4 separate regions of the Mus musculus genome follow, and all the other regions are linked to region 1. The links are chromatin contacts, called in public Hi-C maps. All regions are on one chromosome and are shown on one strand. The core of a region is the stretch at or near the end of the contact, and the rest is flanking DNA. Distances in the headings are between cores, read along the strand shown. Region 1 overlaps Pcnx2 (pecanex homolog 2). Region 2 overlaps Disc1 (disrupted in schizophrenia 1). Region 3 overlaps Disc1 (disrupted in schizophrenia 1). Region 4 has its middle 75 kb from the start of Gm30713.

Region 1 (7,361 bases), core at 2,395-4,894:
GGTAAATTTGTTATGTGGAGTGTGTTTGAAGAATTACAGGGACTACTGTGGCGTAATTGGCATGTCGTGGGCTACCCACATGGAGACTATAAATGGTGTTTTAAGAACCTGGGGGTGTGACTCCACCGGTAAGACTGAGTTGAAGCCCTCCATTTATCTTCAGTGCTGCATAAACAGAGCATGCTGTGATCCTGTAATCCTATAATCCTAGCCCTTGGGGGGTAGTAGAGGCGAGAGGATCTGAAGTCCAAGGCTACCCTTAGCTGCAGAGAAATGCTGAAGACAGCCTGAGCTACATGAGACCTGGTCTCAAACAAAACAAGATCTAACTCCTGTGGTCTCGGCTTCTGGAGTCCTGAGATATTTTTTTTTCCACAGGTGTGTTGGGATTTTCAGGGAGCCTAAAAGAAAGGACACTATTTTCCTTGTCATGTAGCCACCTCTGAAATGTTCTCTGGTTGATGTTATGACCCTATCACCAATCCTCACCTGGTCGAAAATGTCAGTGCCTGGAGGTCTTTCCTCCCCGCCGCCCCATCCTTCCCACTCTACTCAAACCCAGTCTGTCCTGCAGAGACAGTCTGTGTTTACCTCCTCCCGTCTCATGTGCATGTGCACCAATCAGAGTGGGCTTCCCCAGCCAGAGACAAGCAAGCAGACACTCAAAAGGAAAGGTGTGCATCCACCACTCAACTCGAGTTAGTGCATGCCATGACTGCAGTTTATGAGTGTCATCTAGGACAGCGGCTTTCTCAGACGATGCCTTCAATGGCAGGAGGACACAGACCTGGAACTGCCACATCCTCCTCCCAGAGGCAGGGTGGTATATTCTTCTGCTAAATTCAGAACAAATGGAAGCCTCTTATTTTATCCCATAGTAAAGTCATGAGCTTTGCTTTTGTTTGTTTCCTCTGAATAAATATACTCTACTTTCTTTACACACACACATGCACACACACATGTATTCACACGTGAATGAAGACATACATGTGTACACACATGCACACACAAGCACATATACATATGCATGCATGCATACTCACATGAATGCACATACATGCACACATGTGTGTATACACACATGTAAACACATGAATGCACACATGTGTACACACATGCACACATATGCACACATGCATGCAAACACACTCTTGTACAGCATTCAGGACAGTGCTCTCTGTGGAGGTCACTCCACGGTGTCAGGTTTCTTCTGCCTAGAAAAGAAGGACAAAGTTATGCTTACCTTTCCTGGCAGTCAACCCTTGGCATTTCCTGGCATCTGGCCAGGAGGAAGCCCGTTCTCAGCAGGTGCACTGTACCTGATTGTGAAGTGGGCATCTAAGAGCATGGTGTCCCCCTAGCAGCCTGTGATCCAACACCTTGGCACCTAAGGCAGCTTTGGCGTGTGTACTTCTGTCACTTCTGTCTCTAGCTCTTAAGGCTGTTAAGTTCTGAAGCCTCCCACCCACAGCAAATGCAGATATTGACTTTGAGATTGGAAGGGAGCCTGGTTAGGACTCCATGAGCACACCATAGAAGGTACTGGAAGAAAAACAGCTCTTTCCCTCTAAGGTGGCCTCAGTGGCTGGGAGTACCTCCAACTAGCTTGTAAAACTGCTGGATCCCATTACTGGCTGGAAGGTGACTCTCTCAGCCATTGTGAGGCCTGGTCTTCACGTAACTGTTTTATGTCCCAGATGCTCTGCTCTGAATGGGGACTTGTGAACCATGTAACTTCCGTGTCTCTTTGGGAATTCCTGGAGGAAGCTGAGAGAGGAAGTTCATTTCCCTTCCTGGCTCCCTCAAACACTGTGAGACCAGCCCCCCTCCCCCCCACCACCACCACCGCAGAGGCTCACAGAGCACCCTGAGTCACACGCTAGCTGTTCTTCAAGCAGGCGCCTCTGGGAAGGATATCTGACTGCTCTGCTCTCCCCAGAAACCTGAATCACAGCATCTCCGGGGGCTGCTGGGAAATCCTGCCTGACAGTAAATCCGCTTTGTGTTTAACTGACCAGAACACAGGACTGATTTACTAGTTCAGAGCCCAAAGTGAGCTGATCTGCCTGAAAACTGATCTGGACGCAGGTCATCAGCCCAGGAAATGGAAGAAGTTGCCTGAAAGGCTAACAAATCTTCAGGGTTGAAATGATTCTCACTGCACGTCAGACATCCACTACTCCTTTATAGGCTTTGTAACTAAAATTTCACTCTCCACCCCATGCATGAGTGTATGTGTGTGCACACGTGTGCGCGTGCATGTGTGTGGTGTGTGTGTGTGTGTGTGTACACATGCACACATGTGCATGTGCAGTGCATATATAGGCCAGAAGGGAACTTTAAATCTCACTTGAGACAGAGTTTCTCATTGGCCTGGAGTTCTCCTAGCAGGCCAGGCTGGTGATGAGCCCCAGGAACACACGCCTGTCTCTGTCTCCTGAGTGTTGGGATTACAAGCTCACCTCAACAAACTTCACTGTGTGGGTTCTGGGATCAGAACCCGGGTCCCCAAACTTGCAGGGCAGGCACTTCATCGGCTGAGCCTTTGCTTGGTTTTTGCTTGGTTTTGTTTGGTTTTTGAGACATGCAGCCCAGGATGGTCTTGAACTTTGATTCTCCCTGCCTCTGTTTCCAGTTTCTGGGCTGACTGCCATGCACCACTAAGCTAGAGTGAGAGCTTCTGCTCTTCGTCCCATGAAAATTTGTCTACAAATGTTCTCCTTTGACAGACCCAAACCTTGAAGTTAACACTGCTCCCACATCACCTCTCATGGGCCATCCACCTTGTATTTCCTTTTTTGAGACCTGAGCCTCACCAAGTAGGCTGGGCTTCCCGGCCAGTGTGTGCCACCGATCCACCTCCCTCTGCCTCCTGAGTGCTGACACACCACTCCTGACTTTTGTATGTGGGTTCTGGGCCTCACACTCAGGGTCTTGTGTGTGTGTGGCAAGCGCTGTATCGACTGAGCCGTCTCCTCAGACCGTAGCTGCACCTGGCTTCCGAAGATGGGAAGCAGACAGAGACATTCCAGAAATAATCACCCGTTTTTTTGTTTTTGTTTTTGTTTTTGTTTTTTTGTTTTTGTTTTTTGTTTTTTTTTTGTTTTTTGTTTTTTGTTTTTTTTTTTTTTGTTTTGTTTTTTTTGCTTTATTCCAAGGAAGTGAAGACCTTGAGTTTGGAAAGACAGGGGTGGGGACAGCTGTGGTGAGACTGATGGGTGCTCAGAACAGGGAGATGTGGGGCTCCTCAGTGAACCCCACCAGCTGCCCTTTTGACAGCTCTCTTTGAGGATATTTATCCTCAAGCAAAGAGCGGTGTCACTGTTGGTTTGAAGATAAGTGTTTGCTGCATCAGGGTTAGAGACTTGGAAATTCTTGCCGGCTTTGATCACACAGAGGGGGGTGGGGGTGGGGGGATGGTCCCGGAGCAGGCCTTCCTGTGGTTTCTCCCACACCCTCTCTGAGGTGTGGTTTCTCAGTCTTTGTTGATCTCTCCTCGTCCTGGACTGGTCCTCATCCCGGGGTCTCACTCAGACACGTGGTTAAGAGGTGCTATTTCTCTCCAGGCCCCAGAGTTCCAGGAATAAAATTCCAAGCGGAAGCTGAGGCTTTGTGGCTGCACACACCCCCGGCTGCCACATGAGGGCACTCTCCATCCACTTGATTTCCCTCTGCAGCCTCTCAGAGGCTTCCCTTTATTTGTGCTGTCTTATGAAAGGGGAGTTGATCCCACATCAAAGCCCTCTCCCTGTTAGAAACCTCCCTCCCATCCCCCATCAGGCTGATGTCCTTTAGTGTCCTCTACAGCCAGTGAGCCTGTTACACTAACTTCTGTCCTAAGGCATCCCTCCCCACCCCCTTCCCACCCATCCCACAGTTGAGTCGGGAGCCTTGGGAAGGACAGGCAGAAAAGATAAGGTCTCCAGGGGGGCAGAAAACACTTGTTTTACAATCTGGTGAGGATAAGGAATTTCCGGCGATACTTTCTCTGTCACTGGGAGAAAGCAGCACTGGCCTTGGATTGTTCTTGCAGCTTCCCCAGATGGGTAGGACAACGTTAGGAACACAGGGACTCTAACCACTTTCCGTTTACCCCAGACCCAGCCCTGTCCCACCCAGCCCAGCAGAGATGCCAATTTGGAACAGAGCCTCATACTGTGTAACCCAGATTAGCCTCAGACTTCCAGCTATCCCCCTGCCTTAGTCACCCAAATGCTGGAATTCCAGGTTGGAGCCACCAGGGCCCAGCTCAGCTTCAGCCTCTTTGTTCCCTTCCGGGGCTGGTTCGTTCTTGTCACCCCTACACCACCAACCTCCCCCCTCATGTTTCTCTGAGTGCTCCAGCCTCTGCTTTGACCCTGAGGAGAACTAGTTGACCTGAGACCAACCCAGCCTCAGGCTGATGGAGACCTGGTGGTGTCACTGAGAAGGTCATTCCAGAGAGTGGGCTCTCTCCATCCCTCAGATGTTTCAGAGGAGGTGGGAACGTCCCTTGACATCCCTAATAAACAGTCCTGGAATAAATGTTTATTAATGCAGCAGAGAGCACTGGTCTCATGATCCTTTAATGCTGTAGCCGCCACAGCCTAGAGGAAGAGGATAGGCCCTGGAGGAGCAGCTCCATTTGAGGTACAGTCTTGCTAATCACAGGCTTGTCCCTCCAGGCTGCCCAGGAGCCAGCAGAGGTGACAGTGTGTGCTTGTGATAAGGGCCCAGCCACATCTAGTGAAAATAGTTCCTTGAGAGGGAAGCTGATCTGTTGTTTGAGTCTTTGTTAGATAATGATGAATGAATGCTGGACCTTCTTCACCATTGCAGTCGGAGCCAAGGCATTATCTATGGGAAGGCTGGCAGCCATCTTGCTACCTAACAGGGAGACTCAGGCCAAGTTCCTCATCAAGACGCAACAGCGAGACCAGAACCTCTTACTTACTTGTGCCTGACGTAGAGGCTCCATCAGGACGTTCTGTTCAGTCCGTTCTAGTTCCTACACCCCTAGGAAGGAAACGCCTGTCTCTCTCTCTCTCGGGCATAGAACCAAGGTGGCCAAGCCATGTGCTTTAAGCCGAGGCAGTCAGCAGTACAGCACTGGTTTGGATCCATTCCTGTTTATGACATAGTATTTTGCAATTAGAAGCATGCTTGCTAATGTGCAGGAACCGAGCCCAGAAGTAGTCCCTCCTTAGAGTACCACATCTTGGCAGGAAGCATCAGCAGGTGTGTATCTAGAAGAGCTGTTTCTAGCACCTTCTGTAGCAGTCAGCAGTAGAAGATCCATATACCTCTAGCTCCCCCATGTGTGGTGTGGTCCCCTTTCCTGCCCGTATGTCAGCCTGACCTCTCTCACCTGAAACGTAGCCTAGTTAGTTTCTTGGCTTCCATGCAGTTCTCACACAGCAAACTTCCGAGTCTCTGTCCTATCCAATCAAGGAGCCCCCATTTTGATCTTATCTCACTACAAGGTTCCAGAGCAGCGTCACTCAGTGCTGTCCATGTAAACAGAGTCGAAGTGAAAAGCTGTCCTGATAAATCCGGCGGGCCACTCCATCAGTGGGAGGTGTGGTGAGCTGATCAGCAGGGAGAGCGCTCACAAGGGAGCAGACATTCCGGAGAACATAGTGTGCTAGTGAGCCGTTCTCACGGCTGTGACCAAGAACCTGACAGCAGAGAGTTGACAGGGGGAGGATTGATTCCACCTCGTGGTATCAGAGGGAACCACCGTCCATCATGTTAGGGTAGACAATACAGAAGCGTTCTTCACTTTCTAGTAGGCCAGGAAACAGACTGAATGGCGAGCAGGCCTGGACTATAACCTTCACATTCCACCACCCCCAGGGTCTCACTTCCTCCAGCAAAGGCTCCACCTCCCAAAGGTTTCACAGCCCCTCAAAAACAGCGCCACCAGGTGGAGAGCGAGTGTCCAAACACATGAGTCTTTGAGGGGCCTATTTGAGTTCCAGACTGTAAGAAACGGGTCAGCACACTCTGCTCTGGCAGATGAACTGAGTTTCATCCCCAAACCATGAATGCAGGTTTGGAGTTTGGGGGTTCTGTCATATCTTCTTATCCTGTCTGAGTTTCATTCCCAGATCAGAAACACGGGTTCAGAGTTTTGGGGTTCTGTCACATTCTCTTACCCGGTCTGCACCTGGCATGGTTCTTTGTAAGAAAGGCTTCATTGAATCATCTCTAGTCACAAATTCCGTCATACAAGAATAGAAGATTCGTGTGTGTGTGTTTGTGACAGAGAGACAGAGAGAGGAATGGAGAGAGGGAGAGAGGGAGAGGGAGAGAGGGAAACTAAATGAACACAGAAGTCAGGAGATGAGAAGGGAAGGGTCGTGGGAGTATAGTGAGCAGTAGAGGTTAGAGGTCAGTACACATTGCTGACACACCGCTTCCCTCTATCAACACAATCTGCACTGCAGGCTACCGAAGTCTCAACTCAGAACGAAACACGTTGTCTTGGAAAGTAAGGCATTTTGGCTGGGGAGATGGCTAGCCCATAACCACCAGCCGCACAGTCTGAATCCTGCCCCTAAATTCACATAGAAAAGCTGGGCATAGTGACAGCACTGGGGACGGTAGAGCATGGGGCTGGCCAGCCAGCTAGCCTAGATGGACTGCCAAGTTTCAGGTCAAAAGTGAGGGACCTTGTCTCAAAAAGTATGTCGGAAAGGGGCCGGCAAGATGGCTGACAGAGCTCATCATGCAGTTGGAGGCTTGAGTCCTCTCCCTGCAACTCTCAGAAATACAGAAGGCAAATGTGGGGTTCCTCCACTAATAAAATAATGAAGGTGGGTGTCACCTGAAGACGAACACCCAGGGTTGACCTCTGCTTCCACATGAATGCACACACGTGTGAATAAGTGTGAGAGCATGCACACACACACACACACACACCTCACACACAGGAGACAAGTTGCTTCTGAGTTTGCTGGGTCCCTTGTGAGTTAATCCAGAGGCTCAGTGCTCTCTATGTTCAAGGACCTAGCGGGTCCCTCGGCTCTGTGTTCCTCTGATCTGTATCTCACGGGGGCAAAGTGGCTGCTAGTAACTAAAGGTGCTTTAGTCATTATCATCTAAAAGCCAGAGAAAGTCAGCCCATTGCTTTTATTTTATTTTATAAGAATTAGAAAAGCTTGTTCATAAACTTCCCTGTCCCTAGGTGACTCCTTAGAACTTTGTTTTATATCCAGTCCAAGCCAAGTACTGGCTGGACGAATGGATGATGGGACCAGTCTTTTTACTAGGGCCAAGGATGGATAGAGTCTCTCTCGCATCCCTGACACACCTGGGTTAGCATGCAGTCTTAGCTGTTTGGGTAAAGTGGGGCTATGTTAGTAGGAGTTCCCTTAGAA
Region 2 (7,361 bases), core at 2,065-4,564, 790 kb after region 1:
GAAGAGAAGAGAAAACAGTGTATGTCATTGAATCAGCAGGAGCGGCACGGGGAGGACATGCTAGCCATGCAGGTCTCTGTGGGTACACCTATCCAAGACACAGCGTGAAAACTCATGGTGGGACACTCCCATGATGCCAGTCCTTGGGACAGGAAGGCTGAAAGGTCAGGAAAGCAAGGTCATCCTTACTACCAGAGGGAGTTCGAGCTAGCCTGAGCTACACAACACCCTGTCTTTAAAAACCAAAAGAAAGTTGGTGCCCCTCTGCAGATGCCCAGTCAGCCCAGCATCCCAGCCTTCTGCTGGCAGAGCAGCAGGCCCTACTGTATGTCTGTCTGACAGACTGTCAGTGTCCTGGGGACACAGCCTTGGTGGCTCCCCAGCGACTGTCCTAGTGCTGATGATACATAGTGTGTCCCTCCAGGAGAGGGCTTGCAAAGCAAGCCACCGGACACCAAAATATCAGCATGTGACTCTGTCAAGTATTCCAGTCACTATTGAATGACACTTGGATTTGCAGTAGCCAAGTATCCAGGTTCCCACGTTCCCAACGCATTCCCGAGCCCTCGGTGTCTGTGATGGTTTGTATATACTGGGCCTAGGGAATGACACTATTAGAAGGTGTGGCCTTGTTGAAGTAGGTGTGTCACTGTGGGTGTGGGCTTTAAGACCCTCATCCTAGCTGTTTGGAAGTCAGTCTTCTCCTAGCTGCCTTGAGATGAAGACGTAGAACTCTCAGCATTCTCCTGCACCGTGCCTGCCTGGACTCTGCCATGCTCCCACCTTGATGGTGATAGACTGAACCTCTAAACCTGTAAGCCTGCCCCATTTAAATGTTGTCCTTTTTAAGAGTTGCCTTGGTCATGGTGTCTGTTCACAGCAGTAAAACCCTCTCTAAGTCACTGGTTGTGACATAGAGGCCATTTGTCTCTTCATCTCACACAGTGGACCACAGGGGCTGAGTCCTCACCTAGCTACCCTGCAGAAATAGGAACAGTAAGAATCCTGTCACCTCACTGTCTGGTCCAAATATGACCATATCAACTGCTCATTGTGTAACCTTCTGCAGGCTGCTTGGCTTCTGTGTGCCTCGGTTCCCCCTCAGTTGAGGGGGTGGTTAGAAGGACCCCATATACAAGGTTCTTGTTAGCATCTGTATAAACAGTTTAGAATAGGACATGGAACATAAAAGTGTGGTGAACTATTAGCTACAGGCCTGGGAAGATGGCTCAGCACGTAAAGTATTTGCTGTGCAAGTCCGAGAACCTGAGTTTGACCACCACCCCCCCCCAGCCCAGGTTAAAGTGCTGGGTGTGGTGGTGCATGTTTGCAGTCCCCGTGCTGGGAGGCAGAGTCAGGGGGGTCCCTGAAGTTCGCTGACCATGGAGCCAAATTGATGAGCTTCATGGTCAGGGAAAGAGTCAGCCTCAAAAATTAAAGATGGAGAGGCTGGAAAGCTGGCTGAGGCCGAGGGTGCAATAGGTACCACATAACCTTGATTGTGCCAACTGGATTAGAAAAGCAGGCTTTCTCAGCCATGTGTCGGACCTACAGAATGCAAGCGCAGGCTTTCTAAGGCCGCCACCTTCAAGATGTAAATGGGCCTCTGCTCCACAAGAGCACTTGATGCTCCTGCAGAAGCGCCCAGGATGCAGTTCCCAGCACCCACATGACACTCACCAGCATATCTAACTCCATTTTCAGGGGATCCCATGCCCATACCTGTCTTGCCCTGGCACCAGTCATGTGGGCGGTACATAGGCATAAATGCAGAAAACACACCTATACACGTAAGGTAAATAGATATAAAATGCATTTTTAAAAATTAAAGATGAAGGGCTGGAGAGATGGCTCAGCGTTTAAGAGCACTAACTGCTCTTCCAGAGGACCTGAGTTCAATTCCCAGCAACCTCATGGTGGCTCACAACCATCTGTAATGGGGATCCAATGCCCTCTTCTGGTGTATCTGAAGACAGCAACAGTGTACTCACATACATTAAATAAATAAATATTTTTTAAAAAATATTAAAGATGAAGAAAGACATGCAGTGTTGACCTTTGATCTCTACATGGTGTGGACACAGAAAAATGCATTCCCATTGGCAAGGACATATGTCAAGCTCACAAAAATACCACGCCATAGACAAAGCTGAGCAGGGTGGTACACACCTGTAACCCTAGCTCGCAGGAGGTAGAGAAACAGGAGGATATCTAGGGTTCTCCATCTAGGCAGCCTAGTCTAATTGGCAAGTTCCAAGTCTCAGTGAAAGAGACACGGAGAGACAGAGAGACAGAGAATGAATATGAATGAATGAATGAATGAATGAATGAATGAATGAATGAATCAGAAGTTTGTAGTTAACTCCTGAGATCTCACTCTGACTCCCCAAAGCCTGCCTCAGCCCTGAGCCTTGCCTCCCTCCAAGTTCATCCTTTCTCCTTTCTCTTTGTTCCAAACTGAGATGATGACTTTGGTGACAGGCAGTTAAATGACAGATTTCTGTTCCCTGTTACTTTATAACCACATATTTGGCCCATTACAGCTCTGGGGTAGCTGATGTGGTCATTTTGCTATCCTAGTGTCCCCTGTCTCTCTGTCACCCCCTGCCCAGAACCATGCTCACCACAGTATCAGAGCCCCACCAGCTTGGAGCACCCACCAGCTTGGAGCACCCACCAGCTTGGAGCACCCACCAGCTTGGCTTCAGAATTCAAACGGGAACAGAGGGAGCCCCAGAGGGACAGCTGTCCCTCCACCTTCTGCAAAGCTGGCAAGAGAACCACTAAAGAGCTGGGGATCCCTGTCGCAGAGAACACTGCGTTCTGGCCGCTGCGGCCGGCCGGTGGAAAGGCTCACAGCTTCACATCCTAAATGAGTCTGGCAAAACCTTATTGTCTTTTGGGACAAAAGACTTCCAATTATTTTGTAACCCAAATGCCACCAGTTAAGTAGCTGTCCTATTGTTCAAAGAGCATTCCCAAGTAGAGAGTAACTTGCTAAAAAATGATTCTTTCCAAATGCCTGTGTGTCACCCTCCTGGGGTCCTGACACTGTAAACCCCAACTGCTCCAGCCATGGCCTGTAAGTCTGGAGAGCCACAGGCCCATTGCCTACAGATTAAGACCAGACAAAGGAAAGTTTGTACCTGCCTAGGGACACACATACACACACACACACACACACACACACACACACACACACACACACACACACACACACACACACCATACCCTGCAGCCGGGCCTGTGGCTCCAAGATGCTAGGGAAGGGACAGACAGATGCTTGAAACCAAGCTAGGTGTCAAAGGGCCTCTTTGAACAGTCCAACAACTCCCTGGAAACCCTGGCTGAGAGGATGCTGGAAGAGAGAGTTCTCAGGGAGGAAGCTAACACTTCAACAAGGGAGCCTCAAACTGCTAGTCACTGCTCAGTTAAAATGACCCAGAGCAGCTGGAGGCTGTGCCGATAAAGATGGAGCATCGGTGGGGAGCTTTAAACTGGCCACGGAACTAGAGATCACTGGTGACAAGAAATAGACTTGGCTGTGTTCCCTGGCCAAAAGCTGGCCAAAGCCCAAAAGGTCAACTCACACTGCTCAGCACTGTCGGCTGCCTCTTACCTCAAATACCCAATCTGAGTTTGTGGCCACACAGAAGAGCCTTTACCTGACTACAAACTTAAAGCCAATATGAATATAAAGAGATTAATGATTTCTTCCTCAATTGCCCTGAGAAGGTGAACTACTTTTGCCAGAGGTTCTCTTTATCCTAGGCTGAGTGTCCATGCTACCACAATAAAGACCTCATAGGACCAGAGCAAAGTGGGATGCTGAGCTTGGTGGGAAGCAAGGACCGACAAGCTCCTGGCTGTCCGCTGGAGACACAAATGAAGCTCGCTGTGCTTCAGGGAAAAGGATGGCACGTTCATCTTAGGAGTTACTCAGTATGAACCCAAAGTAATAAGGAAGGTTGAGGCCATGTTTGAAAGCATACTGGGTTTACCTTGCTGTCAATGTTACAGCACAGAGCTGCTAGAGAGATGACTTAGCGGTTAAGAAGGCATATTTCAAGACGGGAGAGATGGCTCAGTGGTTAAGTGTGCTGGATGCTCCTCCAGAGGACCTGAGTTCAGTTCCCAGCATAGGCACAATTGCCCACAATTGTCTGTAACTCCAATCCCAGCGGAGCCAATGCCCTCCTCTGGACTCTGGGACTCATGTGCACATAACCCCCACACCACACACGTCTGTGTAATTTTGAAAAATCATAAATATTTGATATTACGAAACAGAAAGACTAAAAATAGCAAGCTTCTCTGCCATTGCCCATGCCTACAAACAAGCACACACACACACACACATCACCACCATCATCACCAGGGTGGAGAACTGTACTAGCTATTCGTAGTAGTAACTAGAATTAACCAAAACCCAAGATCCTGGTTACACCTGTGAGGACTGGATCATTTATCGTAGGTGGGAGGATCCACCTTTAATCTGGGCCACACCTGGGGGGGTGGCAGCCTGCATAAAGGACATGGAGGAAGGGATCTTCTGTTCTCTGCCTGCTTGCCCTTACTCTCACTGACAACTTCATTCCTTCACTGACTTTAGAGCCCACTGCTTTGGGATTCTGACACATACTGAAGGCACCAGAGACACCCAGCCTTGTGGACCGCATAACTACTGAGCCTTGGCCTTTCATCGGGAGACAGCCACTGTTGGACCAGTCAGACCACAGCCTGTAAGCCACTCTAATAAATCCATTTTTACAGAGAGATTCATTCTACTGATTCTGTCTCTCCAAAGAACCCTGAACAACACAGTAGCCAAAAGAAGGTTCTAGAACTGAAGCCATGACACTGTCCCACGCTTCTCTCTTTTCTCCCAGAAACGTCCACCAGGTGTGTAAGAGTGGAACCTGGAGAACCGTCGTTTGCTGACTCCCAACAGGATACTTTGAGAAGCACAAACTTGGGGTTTTGCTTTCCCTGGTCCTCTCCGAGGCTTCGATTCACTTCCTCCAGGATATTTTCAGTACTTTTTTACTAAGCTAACATACACACAACAAGATTTATCGTTCTTACCACGTATAAGAGCTGAGTTCAGTGGTGCTGGGTACATTCACACTGTTGTCCAGTCATCGCTACCATCCATCCACAGGAGTTTTTAAACATCTTCCCAGAATGAAACATGATCCCCGTCCAAGACTGGCACCCTCCTACTCCTCCTCTGGACCCTGGTGAACACCACTCTACTTTCTGTGTGTACAGGTTTATTAAATCATTAGGCAGAGCCCAAGCCTGTTCTAAAGCCGGAAGTCTGTCTGGAAGCCAGTTTTCCTAACATGAGACTTCTCCCAGTGAGACCATTATCCCAATGCTCTGATAGCCAAGGAAAAGGCACAGGTGTCTCTTTGGATTATCTTTGTTCCTCCAGGACAGTTACTAGGGTGGCCCAGGGTGTGATCTCAGGATCCCTTGGTCCCTGCCCAACCCTGACCAAGAGCTTCCCATTTTGACCCGCCTTTCTGGGTCCGGCTTCCTCCCCTTTTCAGACCTGAGGCAAGTGTCAGTCAAGGGTTACCAGCATGCAGCAGGTGTCAGTTCAAGGCTCCTTGAAAGAGCCACCCCATGGTCAAGATTCTGCAAGAGTTACTGACTGATTAGAGCCTTGTGGTTCTGAAGAGTTGGAATGCTACAGATCAATAGCCCAAATCATCCTGGGTTACCGTTAATCCCCTTGATAGTTATCCACTGCCCACTCTGTCTGTGTCTGTTATCAGACAGCCTTTGAGACCTACACCAGAGACGTCCCTGCTGTGTTATAACCAACCCACCTGCAGTCCCTCCCCCTCCCACCCCCCACAGTGTCTGAGCAACACCTTGATGTACAACTTTTTTTGTTGTGTAGTTGTATGACTATAAACACTCGTGTAACCTCTTCCACAGCAGAACATATCCTTCAGGGCAACCCAAATCCATGTTCCCGGGCCATGGCCACGCCTACTGAGCTCAGGATAAACTCTGGGATTCCTTATGGAGTGAGCGCTGCTTCACGTGAGCACAGGTACGCTCCAACATTTTACCAGGCAGCCTCTCTCTGCCGAGCTTTTAATTCTCGTAAATGGTTGTCTTTCTCTGTGCATGTGAAGTGCTACTCAGAAAATCCAGCCTCCATCTGAGCCCCCTCAAGAAAGCTGCTGGCTACAGATGGGTGTTTCTAATGAATCTTTTAACTGCTGCCCTAATGAAATATGGATGAACCAGAAGGAGGCCTCTCTGTTGCTCTTATCTCAAAACAACTCAGCAACTTGGGTTTCTGGCCATATGTTTACACAGCAAAGAGCAGCAAGCTCCCGCATCGGTGCGAACAAAAGAGCCTCTGCTCAAGTCATTCGCAAAGTCCTGGCTTTCTGTTTAACGCCACGTTTTATGCAGGAGCTCATTTCCGGGGCTCTCTAAAGTGTCCCCGCCCCTTTGTATGCCAACTTGGAGATATGTTTATTCACAAAATTGTTCCAAATTATCAGCATGGCACATGTAAATTCTTCCCCAGAGATGGAAGCGCATCTCTACTTTGTACTTTCTTTTCATAGTACTCAGAACGTAAGCCCACATCAAAGCCTTGTGCCACTCTTAATGCCTAACCCAAAAGATGACTTGACAACAGCATCACATGGTCCTGCCAGGAAAGTGTGTGTGTATGTGCGTGTGCATGTGTGTGTGTGTGTGTGTGTGACTATCTGTCTGTCTGTCTGTCTGTCTGTCTGTCTGTGTGCCTGGGGGGTTCAATGCTCTTTCCACATGCCAGCTCTGGCTCATGGTGCAGGCATGTGAGGGCAGCGGAAGGAATCCGATCTGCGTGGTGCCAGCCTGTAGTGGCATCTGTACAGTCCTGGGTTGTAGCAGCTTGCGGCGGGTGGGGGCTGTGACTGATGGGTCTGAGATGAGATGTAATACAATTAATTGTCTTTTACAACTGTTGGAACACAGTCCAGAAATGGAGTTGTGTGAGGGGAATTCGGAGCGCTTGTGAGAAAACTTCAAGGAGACAAGAGAAGAACCTGGTGGCCTCAGATTCTTCAAGACGGAACTGTCCTTGGGGTGTGGTTTTGTGCCTCTTCCGGGTGTAGCAGATAGGAGTGAGTTTACATCAGCTGTCGTCACTCAAATGACCCTATGGAAAACCGTGTTTTGCCATGTACGACTTATACTGGTGATTGTAAACTTCGCTTGGGAGACTCTTCTTAACCCTCAGAATATAAATTGTCTGATGCTCAGAATAAAGTTGGCTATTGCATGAGATTTTAGTCAAATTTAGTTTTAGGTCCTGCTCTCCCAGGTTCATACCAACAGCTAGA
Region 3 (7,361 bases), core at 1,908-4,407, 620 kb after region 1:
AGGATGGTGGGGTTTGGGGGAGGGGGGGTGTAAAAGGAAGGGGTAGAGGACTCAAGGCTGTTTTGTTTGGAGACTGTCTCTTGCCATGTAGCTCGTGTTGGCACTGCAGGGTTGTACTAAGCTGAGCATGCAGACTCAACTTTAAACTCAGTAAAGGAGAATCTATGAAACTTAATGGGAAATGGGCTGAGTCACTGTTCAGAGGCCAAGGCAAGAGCCATGCACTTGGGGGCCACATCAAACCATGCATTTGAAAAAAAAAATCTGTAACATTGTCCCACTGATGTTGCCGTTCAGAGTTCAGGGCTAGAGCTATGTACTTGGAGCCACAGCAAATCATGCATTTAGAAAAAAAAAATTCTGTAACATTGTCTCACTGATGATGCAGTTTAGTGAAAGTACAAAGGGTTTTCAGGGCTGCTGAGATATCTCAGTTGGTAAACACTGGATGTGCAAGCAGGAAGACCTCCATTCCACCACCTAGGCAAAAAGCCAGGCAGGGTGGCATATGTGGCCACAGTGCTGAGGAGGTAGAGACAGGGGGATTCCTGAGACTCGTTAGCCAGCCAGGCTAGCTGAAGTGGCAGTCCCCAGGATCGGTGAGACTTTGTCCTAAAAAATAAAGTTCAGAGCAGTTGAAGACATCTGATACCAACCTCTGACTTCCATGTGCACACACACAAAGATGTACACATGCACACAGTCACCTGAACTGGTCTACTTCACACTGCTGGGTTTTTTTTCGGGGGTGGGGGGGAATGCTAGGAATTGAACTCATGGCTTTGCATTCTAAGCAAGCATTTGACCACTGAGTCACAACTTCAGCTCTTTTGTTGTATTTTTCCCATTAACTAATTAATTTATGTATTTATTCCCTTTATATTCTGATTGAAGGCCCCCCTCCTAGTCTCTGCCACACATGGCCCTTCCCACCACATCCCCTCCCCTCCCCTCTGGAAATCAAGAGTCCCAACTCTCTTTTTATATTTTGTTATTTTGTCTTTTTTTTTTTCCCAGAGCTGAGGACTGAACCCAGGGCCTTGCACTTGCTAGGCAAGCGCTCTACCACTGAGCTAAATCCCCAACCCCTCTTTTTATATTTTGTTATGAGAAAGAATCTCAGAAAGCTGCTAAGGCTAGCCTTGAACCTGAAAACCTCCTGTCTAACTCTCCCAGGTTGTTGGGATTAAAGGCAATGCATGATCCTCTGTAGTCAATGTGGACTACAGCAGAAAACTGACCTGTGTAGGGGGGAGGAGCAGTCAGGAGAAAAGCCCTATCCACACACACCCAGAAAGTAGGCAAGCATAGGGAATCACTTAACAACCTAGGACTCCACTTGGCTTGGGCTGTGCATATAGCTCTCTTCTAGCAATGCTCTCAGCAAAGGACTCTCGCCTACAAGTGATACGCGCATCCATCCCTGTGAATAATGCACTGGATAATCTATTGCCAACCTAGAACCCCCACTTGCCTAGAGCTGCAGGCACCACCCTCTCTGAACAATGAAATCAGTTTCTCATCTCCTTAACAACTATCCCAGTAGGAGGGGCTAGACTGGTTTTAGATGCATGTACAATAAAGCAAACTGTGTCCTCCAAGTGCACCTTCGGGGAGAATCCCCTATTTTCCATTGTAGGCCTATATGTAACCTGGCATATGTTTGACATCAGATGTGTTATGAGAAGAGACGAGAGAGAAGAATATACAACTTAAACTATGTAGTTAAAATAGAGAACCACACAAAGGACATCCTTAGAAACTGAATTCCCACTCTCTATCTCCATGAAAGGAACCCTCAGGGCCTTTGAGTACTGACATTCATGATGTCCACTCTCATTCTTGAACACACATTTTCTGGCCTTTTGGTGAAAAAAAAAAAGCACTCTTGCTACTTGTGCAAACCTGTATCTACTAATTTCGATGCTTTGAGTAAGACACCAAGGACCTACAGACACCTGACCCAGCCCCTTTCCACTGGTGGCAAAGGGACCTGCTACGTGCACAGAGAGACCGTGTCACCAGCCTCATGCTAAGTTCACACTGTGTCCCATGGGCAGCAGAGTCATCTTGCTCTGCACACATTGTCTGCTCCAACTTTTTGTACCCAGACCTTGGCAGAAAGGAGAAGGAAGCACAAGGCTGCCACCCTCGATCAGCTGAGCACAGTGGTGCCTCGGAGAGCAGCCTGCCCAGATCTGCACTCCCCCACTATAAATTACTGAAGGTCTCCACAGATGTCCGTCCTTCCTGCTCTTTGGTTTTAGAAGCAAAAGATCATTTCCAAGGAGACAGGGCAATCGCCCCTCAGCTCTGTTACCTTGGCCTCTTCGGGCTACACACTGGAAAGTGGAACCAGACAGGAGCCCTTTGGGGCTGTGGAGTTTATTCATGAGCCTGGATACATTTAGTCTCTGCATGCCATCAAGACTAGCAAGACGAATCAACTGGGCACCGTGCATTCCCAATGAGCAGAGAGAATAGGCTCCCAAGAGGCTTCTGGACAGGGATGCAAATACCACGTAAATAGAATCAGCCTGGTCCTTGCTCATCCATGACTCAGCAGAGGCTGGCAGAGCTGCCCGGGGCTTTGAGAGATGCCAGGATATGATCCTTTCCTCCTATAGTGAGCTATGGAAGTCAGAGGAAAAAAAAAAAGGAGGGGAAAAACAAGTCCTGCTTAACAATTCACCAAAGCCTAAAAGCTTTCCAATGGAGGCATTCCGGACGTGGAGGAACGGTTACACAGACTCAAGGGGGATTTTGGAATGGAGCTGCTAATTAGAATCCAGAACCTGTGAAATCATCCCTCAGGTTCAGACCACTGCTAATGGATCCCCAGCATGCCTAGAGTGAAGTCACAGCCCCGTCCTCTCCCCAGAGGCACCACGCTCCCCTCCCCACCGCCTGCTCTCCCAGTTAACCGAGCAAGCGGTCACCTCTGGCTGATGGTTTGAGTTGTTCACAATGCCTGTAACTCAGGAAGCCTGCCAGGAGGACAAAGAGGCAGCCTGTTTTCCTCCATCCCCAGATCTGCCAGCCCAGCCTTCCTCTACCACCCAGCAGGCTGCTGTGGCTCTGACACCGACAGACTGTGCAAGAACTCTTCAGAAGGTTTAGAAGCCCCCGCAGTATTGTCCCCAGCCCGCCCCTCTGTGTATGGCTCGCTGGTACACCACCTGCTTTGCTCCTGCAGGCGTGTGGCTTACGATAAGGGGGCTCTAACCCCAGGAAGAATGGGCAGCCACAGCATCCGGGACTCAAGTCCTCCAGAAAGGTGTCCCCCGTGGGTTTACGTCAGCACATTCCAGTGTGGACTTGGATTAAACAGCAATCGTCTGCTACGCATGCGCAGTGGGTCCTGGCAGCCGGCTTAACAGAATCAAGAGAGATGCCACCCTCACTGCGGCTGCTCTTCTATGCTATTAGTTGCGAGCTTTTTCTTTCAGCAGCGCTCAGCATTGTGCCTTTGATCACAAACGAAAACACACACCAGCCAGAGCTTGGCTGGGGGATTCCTGCAGCCTCTTTGGACGCCTTGATAAATTCTAATTTGAAACAACAGCTTTTATTTGTTGTGGAACCCCACGGAGCATTGTGAACACGGCTTCCTGTCTTGGGCCCATTGTAATACGGGAATCCAAGTGCTACTTCAGATTAAAGACACACTCTATGTATTATTCTCGTTCAGTGACACAGAACATGGGCTGGATTTCAGAGGAAAGCTGGGATAAATGTGTGTTTGTGGTGTAGATGTTATCTAAGGAGGGGCTGACTCAGTACCCAACCCAGCACTTTTCTACTCTTAGTGGCATGGTATGGAATGTCCTGGACAGGGTCAAATGCTTGAACAGTTGTTCGCAGTGGTAGTGCTGTTTGGCAGAATTGTGAAACCTTTAAGAGGCAGCTCCTGATTGGTGTAAGCGGGTCATCAAAGATGGGCCCTGTGATGGTTTGTATTTGCTTGGCCCAGGGAGTGGCACTTCTAGGAGGTGTGGCCTTGGAGTGGGTGTGGCACTGTGGGTGTGGCTTTAAGGCCCACTTCCTAGCTGCCTAGAAGTCAGTCAGTCTTCTCTTAAGAGGCCAGCGGATGAAGATGTAGAACTCTCAGCTCCTCCTGTACCATGCCTGCCTGGATGTTGCCATGTTCCTTCCTTGACGATACTGGACTGAACCTCTGAACCTATAAGCCAGCCCCAATTAAATGTTCTTGTAAACATTGCCTTGGCCATGGTATCTGTTCACAGCAGTAAAATCCTAACAAAGACAGGCCCCAAGGGTCCTAATCCTGGTCTAACACCCCCTACCTTTGGCCTGAGATCTCTACTTCTTGAGCCACTAAAGATGCTAGAAGCCACACCACAAATTCTCATCTCCCTGGGTCGCATCATCAGGTGTCATGCCCTCTCACCATGATCTGGATCATGAGCCACACCCCACTCAGCTGTCCCAAAACCTCCCCACCCCAGCAGACCTGGGACAAACCCCACTGTTATGGGAAATATTTAATGAACCTGCCAACTCTCCACACTCCTGCTTCTTTCAACCTGCCAACTCTCTGACCCCGTCGGGCCACATTCCCACTCTAGTACCAGCACTGGTGGACCACAACACTATGTCCCAGCTGGGTCCCACCGCTTTGTCCCACATTCCAATAACCATCCTCAAAATTTGATAACACGATACCCAGTAACCGGTAAAATCAAGACTCTTAAGCTTCTAGTTAACCAATTAGATTTATGTATCAATATTGCACAATTTACAAGATGGCAATAAATAATTTCAGAACTAATTGATAATGATAAAGCTTTAACCCAAATATTCTAACCTTTTGATAACACCAAGTCAGCCTCCATCCTCCTCCTCTCTCCTCCTGAGACCTCTCTGTCTCTGTAACTCTTTGATCTGCCTCCCTTTTCCCTGTCCAGTCACAGGCCTCCCCTGCACTTAATGTAATTGGACAGGGAAAATCCTGTGACAACCCTCCCCACCACAGTGTTTGGCTCTGTGTCATTACCTGGCAATAATCACTGTCCTATTTCATAGACGCCTGTCCCTTAGAAAGTTCAAGTCTGTGTGATCTACTAACACACTACCTCCTTCTCCTGCTTCCTGGACCAATTGCAGATTGCATTCTGCACTTGGAAGAGGCAGGGCACTGTGCAGAACAGGATTTAAAAACAAACAAACAAACCATGGAAATGGCAACAGAAGTCGTTCAAGGAACATCAAGGAACATCCTGCTAAGTTCATAAGCAGGGGGAAGATGTAAAGTTACCATGAGATACACTGACGCCACGATTGGCCGCTCATCAGAACTCTTCTGAATGAGACCAATCTCTGACTGTTCAAAGCTACTTAAATATATATGCATGGAGATGAAGCAAAATGGACCCAATGTTCTAAAAAGTCAGGCTATGAGAAGCAAAGACCAAAATGCCTACATTCCCCGCAAACATTAAAAAAAAAAAAAAAAAAAGCCAGGCTGTTGAAGAGAGAGTAATAGAAAAGTAGATGACCATAGCTACAGCAAGCCACTTGTGAGTGAACCCCTGAGGGGAATCAGGGCAGGTAAGCACCCCTCCCCGTCCGTGTTCCTGAAATGGTTAACTTTTTAACTAACACCTTGCCCAGACCTAGAATCACTGAGTTGAACAATTGTCTACGTCAGGTTGGCCTGTGGGCAGCACCTTTCCCTAGGCTAAGAGCCCGAGCTGTACAAGAGAGGAGGAAGCTAATTAAGCAGGCAGGCAGCATGGGCATACTTGCTTCTCTCTTGGCTCTTGACTGTGGGCATGAGGTGACTTGACTAGACTAGCCACTTGAATTCCTACCTTGACCTCCCCTCCAGTGATGAAATTTAATCAGGAAGTGTGAACCAGACAAACCTTCCCTCCCCTAAGTTGCTTTTGGTCAGGGTGTTTTATCAACAGCCACTAGAAATAAAACTAGAACAGAATTCATCCACACCCTTCCAAAGAGCTGCCCAGTGACAAAGGCATGCACACATCACCAGGGATGCATGCTTCCTGTTGCACACACAAGTGAGCCCGTATGTCTCTTGGATGTAGGTGTCTGTCGTGTGGCATAAGATACTGAGTTTGGTGCAAGAAAATATGATTATCAGAACCAAGGAGGACTCTGTGAAGCCTGACCATGAGCATGTGTTAGATAGCAGAAAGAAGGTACCCACAATGGTGTTAGTTTTTATACCCCACTATCTATGACCGGCAGAAGGCAGAAAAAAGGACTTCAAAGAAGGCTTTGGAAACTCTTGGTATTGTAAAGGTCCTTAAGAAGGTGAGCTAGTAAAATTGCTTTGTTTCTTTCTGGTTGTTCCTCTATGCCACACAAACCCATCCTCATGCCTGCCAAAGCCTCCATTTTGCTTTGGTCCTGCTGTGTGCCTGTCTCAGACTCTGTGGCTAACAGACCCAAGATGTGCCAGACTACAGATAAGATCAACAGTCTCCTCCAGCTGCTAGGGCATGGGAAGGCACTACAGCACTTTTAGACTTCCTTTTGTAAAACAATTCCCGAGAGACTGAAAAGGATATGAAAGAGAGCCTCATCGTGACTGTACATGGCTCCGAGAAGCTGGTCTTCCAGGTGTAGGAGCTTCACGCCTATGGCTTCGCACTTTTCTCCAACTTCAGCAGAAACGATGTGAGAATCCTGGTCAGAGAATGAGAGATGTGTCAGTCAGCTACAGGATGCTATGTGTGCAGTCGGAATTCGTGGATAGCTCTCCTGGTTTCCGTGCCTCCGTGGGAAACCTGACAGAGATACCACTTCTCTAAGAGGTCACTCTCGAGAGTGCAGGAGCCAAACTCAAGTCATAACTGAAGGATAAACTGTGTGCACACAGGCCCTAGGGTCCCTGCCTTACCCTGTCTGTTCAAAGACTGATTTTAGCATGGAGGCTCCCCAGACAGATTTTTCTGAGGGGGCCTGAGTTTTCCAGCTAAATTTTCAGACAATTCACGACATGATAGAAATGGTAACAAACTGGGCAGAGGTGTCACCAGGAAGACTGGGTTTACAGAGAAGGTCAGAGGGATATTTTAAGGGCACTAGAATTTAACAGGGCACTCAGAATTTGTCTGCAAACCAGACTTGGCCCTTGACAGCTGGACTCTGAAGGAGATTTAGTTTGCTTATTTATTTACTTAAATGAGTTCATTCGTTCTTGAGTGTACATGTTCATGTGTGTATGAGTATATGTTCATGTGGAGGGTATGCATACCCATGTGTGTTCATGTGTGTGGATGCCAGAGGACAACCTCAACCACCATTCTTTGGGTGTCATTGACCTTGGGGTTTTTTGTTGTTGTTTTTATTTTTTTGTTATTTTTAAAAGA
Region 4 (7,361 bases), core at 1,802-4,301, 560 kb after region 1:
CTCCTCCAGCTGCTTTTCTTGTTGCACCCTTGTTTTCCCCAGGCCTGGGGAGACCTGGTCAGCCTGCTCTGGACAGCATTGGAAGGGAGAACTCCATCCTCAAAGATTTGGCTACAGTTCCTGCAGCAATCTGAGCCTGCCCAGCCCCTTAGCCCAGTTCTGAATTTCCCAACTAACCTCTTCTCAAGGCCGTTGGCTGCACTTCATCATTATAAGCAAACGCAGAGACCTTCTCAGAACACGGAAAAGCAATGTTTTTAACTTTGGGTTGGTTATAATTGCCCTATGGGAATCTGGCTTGGGATTATCCTAACATATAGTTAAGATGTTGAGTTTACAGAATTCACTGTGTGTAGCAACCATGAAGTCAGAGAAGTTTCCTTTGGTTTCTGTTTGAGCTTAACACTAATGTCGTGTACTGTGTTTTGAATGTGCAATGTCCGCCACGGGTTCATGTAATTTTGAACACTTGGTCTCCAGTTGGTGGTGCTGTTCTGGGGAGAGGGCCTACCAAAAGGAAATGAGGTGTTTGGCAGGTGTCTTAGTCGGGGTTTCTTTTCCTGCACAAAGCATCATGACCAAGAAGCAAGTTGGGGAGGAAAGGGTTTTTTTTCAGCTTACATTTCCACATTGCTGTGCATCAGCAAAGGAATTCAGGACTGGAACTCAAGCAGGTCAGGAAGCAGAAGCTGATGCAGAGGCCATGGAGGGATGTTACTTACTGGCTTAGTTCTCCTGGCTTGCTCAACTTACTTTCTTCTAGAACCCAGAACCACCAGCCCAGGGTGGTACCACACACAATGGGCTGGGCCCTCCGCCCCCACTTGATCAATACCTTACAGCTGGATCTAATAGAGGCATTTCCTCAAGGGAGGCTCCTTTCTCCAGCTTGTGTCAAATTGACACACAAAACTAGCCAGTACAACACGTGTACCCCTCTGTCTCTGTCTCTCTCTGTCTTTCTCTCTGTGTCTCTGTCTCTCCCTCTTCCTCCTCCTCTTCTTCCTCCTCCTCCTCCTCCTCCTCCTCCTCCTCCTCCTCCTCCTCCTTCTCCCTTCTCCCTCCTTTCCCTCCCTCCTGTAAGTTGCCTAGACTAGTCTGGAACCATGAACCTGTGCGCATCAGCCATCTGAGTCCTGGGACTGCAGGCATGGTTCACTTGCCTGGTGCTTTAAAATCATTATTTTTCCACAAAGTGAAATTCTTGCCTCCCATCTTGTTTCTTTTAGCTACTGGAGAAGGCTCGGTGATGCTTAGTCTCCATTGTCATCTTGACTGGATTTAGAATCACCTAGGAGACGTGCCACTTGGGGTGCCTGTGAGGGTGTTTCCTGAGAGAATTGACTGGGTAAGGGGAGACTCATTCCTGAACACAGGCAGTACTATCCCATGGCCTAGAGTCCTGGACCCAATGATGAGGAGAAAGCCAGCCAGGCACTAGCACCCACCACTCCCCTGCTTCCCCCCTGCAGATACACTGTGACAGCTACCTCAGACTCCTGTACTCCACCTGCCCTGCCTTAATGGTACCATATAACCACGGGTCCAAATAAACCCGGCCTTCCTCAAGCTGCTCTCGCTGCATATTTTCACAGCCTTGAAGCCTTCTTAATTTTTTTTTTAAATCTTTCTGCATCTGCTCCTCACAGTGACTATCTTAGCTTTTAACATCTCCTAAGACACAGCAAGGGTATACAACTAGGAAGATGCTATGTAGCAAAGAAGCTCAAAACTAAGCCCGGAGTGAGAGATGTGACTGCATTCCTTGCAAAGAGTGACATCACCCCATAGGAGTTGGTACACAACATCAGCTTGCTCTGCAGCAGGGTCAGGACCTACTCGAGACAACGGTCATCAGGGACCAGCTGACCCTCTCAAGCTGACGCTGGGACTCAGTCTGGCATCTCATAAGCCTCAGAGCAGGAGGGGAAACTATTCCACTGATTCACCAAGGGCTTCTAAAACAGTGTTCCAGGTAAGAGGATAGAAATACAGCCAGATTTCTGTCCAGTGATTGTTGAGTTGATAAGTGTATTTGTATGATGGAGTTAAAATATTAATGATATTCAAAATAGGTGGCCTGTTGTGAATATATAAATAATCTCATTTCTATTTTATAGGCACTGAATTTTGTTCCTTTTCCTCAAAACACTCTCTCTCTCTCTCTCTCTCTCTCTCTCTCTCTCTCTCTCTCCCCCCATGTGTGTATTCTTCAAGGACAAGAAATCAAACTGTCTTAAATCACCAAGGATGGAGCTGTATCTGCCAATCTGCTAGCGAGCATTAGCTCTGAGGGGTTTTAAGAAGTAGAACTTCAAAATCAATGTCTCTGTAAGGAGAAAATATGGGTCACTGGGTCAGTGGCTTGGTGGCAGCTGGAAGGAAACAGAGGGACCTGGGTTAGGGTGGGTCAGGGTTAGGGTTAAGATTAATTAGGGGTGTAGCTGGGTCATTAGTGAACACTGCTGTCATGGCAAAAATTTGATGAAGACATGCTTTCTTCACTAGGAGTGAAGTGGTGTTCGGACATCAAGTGACCTCTGAGGAACTTCAGCAAAGAGAGAGGCTCTGTTAGCAGCTGGCTAAATTGTTACAAGGATGATAGGAAAGAGCGAAAGACCTCAGAGGTAGGCTGTGGAAAGCTACAAAGCCCAACACTGAGGCAGTGTGTAAACAAGCAAAGCCGCTTAGTGTCTGCAGAGACCCACACGGCTCCCCCCTCTCTCTCCTTTTTACCTTCCTGCCACAGTTAATATTCAATCACAAAAACGCTGCTGCCTTGTCCGCATGATGTTCAAACAACGATAGCATTTGGCTCTTCCAGCAAAGTTAACAGTGCTGTGCGTAGACAAACTGCCAATCGAAGGGCTTATTCTGCTTCTGGAGTCTATTTCTTGAAACCCAGCCACTGTATTTGCATAATGTATACTTTGCAAATAGCTTATGAATATTTATTTTATTTGTTTAAAAAAAAGGAGAAGAAGAAAGTTAGGGACTCCAGATACTGGCAATAAGCCAAACAATGGCTGCTTAGGCTTCCTAGTTAGAGATTTGGCTTGTGGTTAATCCAGTCACCAAGTTTTCAGACTGGCATCTAAGCAGCACAACACTGAGAGTGGCTTGGTGGTCCTCCCTGCTAGGAAATGTCTTCGGTGAGGTTGCTCACCATGGGGCTGACTAGAGGCAGTCAGTGAGAAACAGCCACCTAACAAGAACTTCAGAGCAGGGGCTGTTGGCTTGTGGAGAAAGATTTGACACCTTTGTCCCCAAATCTGAGTAGACAACAAAGTCCAGGCAACTCGGAGTGCCAACCATGTCTTCCCTGAGGCACTGATAGCTGAGGGCTTTGATGACTCTGGAGGGACTGCCCTTTCTAAGTTAGCCAATTTCTGAAGGGACCACCCCTTCTGGGTTAGCCAGTTCCTGAAGGGAACAGACAACTCACAACATCTGATGTTCATTTGCAAGCCCATTTTTAATTCTTTCCCGTTAACTAAACATTTCTTTAGACATTAACCAGTCTTACATATCCTGTCACAGTAATAGGAACTGGGCTACGGGACACAGCTAACCCAGGAACCTCTCCCACTGTAGCTCCCGCCTGCCAGTCTGGAAGTTGCTACAAAGGGAAGCTTTAACATGTTGTCCTGAGCCTGGTCCATAGTGCAGACTTCCCAGGTGGTGGCACATAGCTTACACTGGGAACCAAAGTTCCCAGTCCTAACAAACTGCAGAGAGCTCTGTAAGAGACAGATTCTCGACACCTGGGACCCCAAGACATCAACAACCGGGAAGTGTTACAGTTTGAACATGAAATGTCTCCCCAGAGGCTCTTCTACGTACGTTTGGTCCCCAGCTGGTGAGTCCAATCACTGATAATGTGATTGGCTTGTGGGGCTCTGACCTAATCAATGGAGCAATAATTTGAAGGTACTATTGGAAGTGAGACCAACACTAGCTAAAGGTGATAGGTCACCGAGTGTAAGTCCTTAGGGGCTAGGCTGTCTCAGGCCCCTGCACCATGCAGGGGGGTAGGTTGAATATGCACGAACACCAGCCTCCAAGATGTACAGCTGGAATTTGAAGCCCTCTGTTACATACCAGCCACGTGACTTTGAGCAAGGTGCTCTGTCACTCTGTGCCTCTGGTCCCTTCCCACACAACAGGCACTTCTTAAGGCGGTCGGTCGGAAGGTGATGCATGCACCTTAAGTATTTGAATTTGTACTAGTATTCGAATGTAGAGCTTTTGGAGCAGGGTCAGGCTGTATGTAGGTGCGGTGAGTAATTCCACTCTTAGTGTTTTCTAGAAGTAGGGTGCTGATCATCGGTTTATTTACTTACTCGCCAAGCGTGGTGGGAGCTCTGACCATCTGCCGGGCGTGCTGCTCCACGCTTAGTGAACCAGCAGAACAGTGGTGTGACTAAGGGTTTGTAAACAAGAATTTCCAAACCATATTGTTTGCAACAAGATAAACTTAGGAACAACCCGATGTCTCCGAGTAAGAGACTAGTTAAATAAATTATGCCACGACTGTAAAGAGGGAGGCAAAATGCTGACTCTCAGGGGCTGAGACAGAAAAGGCTTCTTTTTCAATGCACCGAAACATGAAAAGATATTTATAAAGCTGTCACTCGCCTCAGGGCCTCTGCATTTTCTGGTCTTTCTGCCTGAAGAACTTGACATGGCAACTGCTCAGCAAATGCTTGCAGAGTGAATGAGTTAATGGGGGGAAAAGTCAATTGTAAAACAACACAAACTATGCTTTTACTTCCCAGATACATAAATAGTAGATAGAGTTGAGAATAATTCCAAATATTATAGTGGTTGTAATATCTTAACCCAGTTTTAGATGGCGTTGGCCTCATTCTTTTTGCTCACCTACGTTCCCTAGTTTTGATCTAACAACCAACTTTATTTTTTTCTCAAAAGAGCAATTTACTTTTAAATGAATGTTCTATGCATAAAAGATCAAATGCAGTTTACCCCCTACATAAAAATAATAATCCAGTTGTGTGTGGGGAGGGGCAGGAGATAGGTGGAAGCATTTGCCATCCAAGCCTGGAGACCCAAGTTTAGTCCCCAGAACCGTGTACACAGGACAGATGCTGTGGTGCGCGTCTATAACCCAGCACTCCTGAGGTGAGGCAGGAGGGAGATAGAAGACGATCCTGAAACTCATGGTGCAATTAACCCGAACAGCTCAGCAACTGGGAGAACAAGCAAAATCCTACCTCAAAACACAAATACTTAACACGTAAATTAAATAATAATAGTCAAGAAGCCAGAACAACAGTGTGTGCTAACACTTGTCAAACACTGTGCCAGCCACTGGCCAAGGTGTATTGCTTGTGAGGTCTTATTAAGAGTTACTATGACTAAAACAAGAAACCCTTCTTCTAGTGATTTGATTTGGTATATGGTTCAGTGTGAGTGTGAGTGTGTGTGTGTGTGTGTGTGTGTGTGTGTGTGTGTACACAACATCTGTCCTTCTGTGTCTGGCTTATATCACTTGGCATCATGACATCTTTATACTTCATCTATCTGCCAGGGCTTTTTATGGTCGAATAATATTCCACCTGTGGGTTTCACTTACACTTTGTCCTCTGTTGGAACAGCAGGTTACTTCTATCATGGCCCTCCTGGGAACTTCTTCTGTGAACATAGGCATACATATTGAGTCCCTGCTTCCTACTTTGGGGGATGGAGGGAGACCTGATGTGGACCTGTAGGATCCTGTGGAAATTCGATTACACTTTTTGAGGCACTGACATAGTTTTCCATGGTGAGCAGACCAGAGCCTTTCCAACTCAGGAGAAACCAGCCTGGTACTATGTGCCTTGATGTCTCTTTCCTCCTATCTCACCTTTAGTACCTACACCTCTCTTTCTCTTGCACAGGGTCTCAGAGGACAAACAATGAACAGTTTCAGGAGCCAAAGCCCAAGCTAAGTCGCAATGCCCCTGAATAAAGTGGCAGATGCCCTTGGTACTCATGGTGTGGGGCGAAGAGGAAATCACAGCCTCTTATTCTTCTCTCCTGTACAAGATGCCTTTGCATTCTGTCTTCCAGACCCTAAGTAGATCTGTTACTACAGACACAAGCAAGCCCAGAGAAGAATAGAATGTATGCTCTGGGTAAAATGCTCTTCCGAGTGAGTGGTCTCACTTGAGAATAATGCTTCCCATCATAGATTGTGTCTGTCAGGGACAGCGGGGTAAAAACACAGGCACAGCTCCCAGAACCTTATCCCCTGCCTTCAGGGGCAAGTGTGTCTTTCCTTTTTGTAGGGGTCAGATTCTGTGGTAGCTGAGTAGATACTGTGGCAAAGGATCCACAGAAGATGCTGTCAAAGCAGAAATCAGACCACAGTGGAGCTGGGAGCCTCAGCCTTGTGGACTAGGCTTTCTTTTGTCATCCACGTCCCTTTTTCTTTCATGCCAAGACCTAAATGCATCCTCCTCTCAGGGATGAAGCCACTCATGGCCATTGCAGACGCTGAAGAATTGGTTGGTTGTTGTGGGGAGTGTGTACGGGTCAGGAGATTCCCCACAGTCCACCCTGGAGGGTCCCAGATCTGTTTATAAGTTTTTCATAGATGTTTATTCTCCAGATGATGTCTGGAATGTACAGCTACCAGGTCCAGGATGAAGTAAACAACCTGCCTAATCCATCACTAGGTTTACACCAGCGAAGAAACAAAGTTGCCGGAACTGTGCCTCTGCAGGGTCTGGGCGCGGTTCTGACTTCACGCCTGTGATCAGTCCGGTACCGGCTCCCCCCATCCACCACGTAATGTCCACTCCAGGAGGGGACCATGTAGTCACTGCAGGGCAGGAGGAGCACATGCTCTGCACAGCTGCATTCCTGCATACCTGCTTCTCATCATTGCCCCCACTGGTGTGAACACCGAGGCCCCCATGAGTGAGCTTGGCAGAATCAGCGAGGCAGCTGTAATTTGCAGGTGTCTCTACCCCTGCCTCTCTTATCTGATTGGTCCATGGTTTCTTTAGTGGAAACCCTGGTTCATTCATAGTCAAAAACCAGATACCTGACAAAGGGCGGTTTGGAGGGGGGAAAAAACATTCTCATCATCTTAGATACAATGTTCAATGTCTTTTAAGGCGGGCTAGCAGTAGACATTCCATACGGCAGTGTGTAGGGGCTTAAATCTGAGTCCTGGAAAGTCTCCTTTTTATTGTATTATGTTACATGGAGCAGAGCTCCGTGGCCCCTTTGTTAACCAGTGTGAAGGCTCCTGACTGCTAATGTCCCTGCCCTCTTATTAAACTCCACCATAGGATTCATAATATCAGGGTTCTAGAACTCCCGGGGTCACAGGTGGTCTTGCTCCAGGCAAC

What was found. Hi-C and Micro-C count contacts between places; a contact is called where the count stands out from the background.
Region 2: a contact with region 1 is called in a Hi-C map of bone marrow-derived macrophages, with 15 read pairs. The contact joins two enhancer-like sites. A contact is called at or near these places in 1 of 15 datasets of contacts at CTCF or cohesin (the NIH/3T3 cell line), 17 of 484 Hi-C or Micro-C datasets (CD8 T cells, bone marrow-derived macrophages, differentiating embryonic stem cells and 6 more) and 7 of 115 datasets of contacts at active chromatin or transcription factors (embryonic basal ganglia, embryonic hindbrain, embryonic midbrain and 3 more).
Region 3: a contact with region 1 is called in a Hi-C map of bone marrow-derived macrophages, with 20 read pairs. The contact joins two enhancer-like sites. A contact is called at or near these places in 3 of 15 datasets of contacts at CTCF or cohesin (the NIH/3T3 cell line, embryonic stem cells and large pre-B cells), 2 of 484 Hi-C or Micro-C datasets (both in bone marrow-derived macrophages), 9 of 115 datasets of contacts at active chromatin or transcription factors (the NIH/3T3 cell line, bone marrow-derived macrophages, embryonic basal ganglia and 5 more) and 1 of 9 other capture datasets (embryonic stem cells).
Region 4: a Hi-C map of bone marrow-derived macrophages shows a contact between it and region 1, with 22 read pairs. The contact joins two enhancer-like sites. A contact is called at or near these places in 1 of 15 datasets of contacts at CTCF or cohesin (the NIH/3T3 cell line), 6 of 484 Hi-C or Micro-C datasets (the HPC-5 cell line, Sertoli cells, bone marrow-derived macrophages and 2 more) and 3 of 115 datasets of contacts at active chromatin or transcription factors (embryonic basal ganglia and embryonic stem cells).

The regions. Positions count from the first base shown.
Region 1 is chr8:125,867,289-125,874,649 of GRCm38.p6, reverse strand. All of the region lies in intron 8 of Pcnx2 (pecanex homolog 2), which reads left to right. Among named protein-coding and RNA genes, the nearest start is that of Gm46061, 19 kb to the right of the region's middle. Within about 2 kb of position 3,644, at least 67 of the 459 cell types and tissues checked have an H3K27ac peak or open chromatin away from gene starts, as enhancers often do. A contact at or near this core is called in bone marrow-derived macrophages and embryonic basal ganglia, where this site is marked.
Region 2 is chr8:125,080,089-125,087,449 of GRCm38.p6, reverse strand. All of the region lies in intron 1 of Disc1 (disrupted in schizophrenia 1), which reads right to left. Among named protein-coding and RNA genes, the nearest start is that of Disc1, 30 kb to the right of the region's middle. RefSeq lists an enhancer at 2,530-4,086. Within about 2 kb of position 3,314, at least 84 of the 459 cell types and tissues checked have an H3K27ac peak or open chromatin away from gene starts, as enhancers often do. A contact at or near this core is called in bone marrow-derived macrophages, where this site is marked.
Region 3 is chr8:125,250,262-125,257,622 of GRCm38.p6, reverse strand. Disc1 (disrupted in schizophrenia 1) reads right to left here. Exons shown (of 13, transcript NM_174854.2): 12 at 6,558-6,675. Among named protein-coding and RNA genes, the nearest start is that of Gm30713, 130 kb to the left of the region's middle. Within about 2 kb of position 3,157, at least 249 of the 459 cell types and tissues checked have an H3K27ac peak or open chromatin away from gene starts, as enhancers often do. A contact at or near this core is called in bone marrow-derived macrophages and embryonic basal ganglia, where this site is marked.
Region 4 is chr8:125,307,186-125,314,546 of GRCm38.p6, reverse strand. No RefSeq gene overlaps it. Among named protein-coding and RNA genes, the nearest start is that of Gm30713, 75 kb to the left of the region's middle. Within about 2 kb of position 3,051, at least 16 of the 459 cell types and tissues checked have an H3K27ac peak or open chromatin away from gene starts, as enhancers often do. A contact at or near this core is called in bone marrow-derived macrophages, where this site is marked.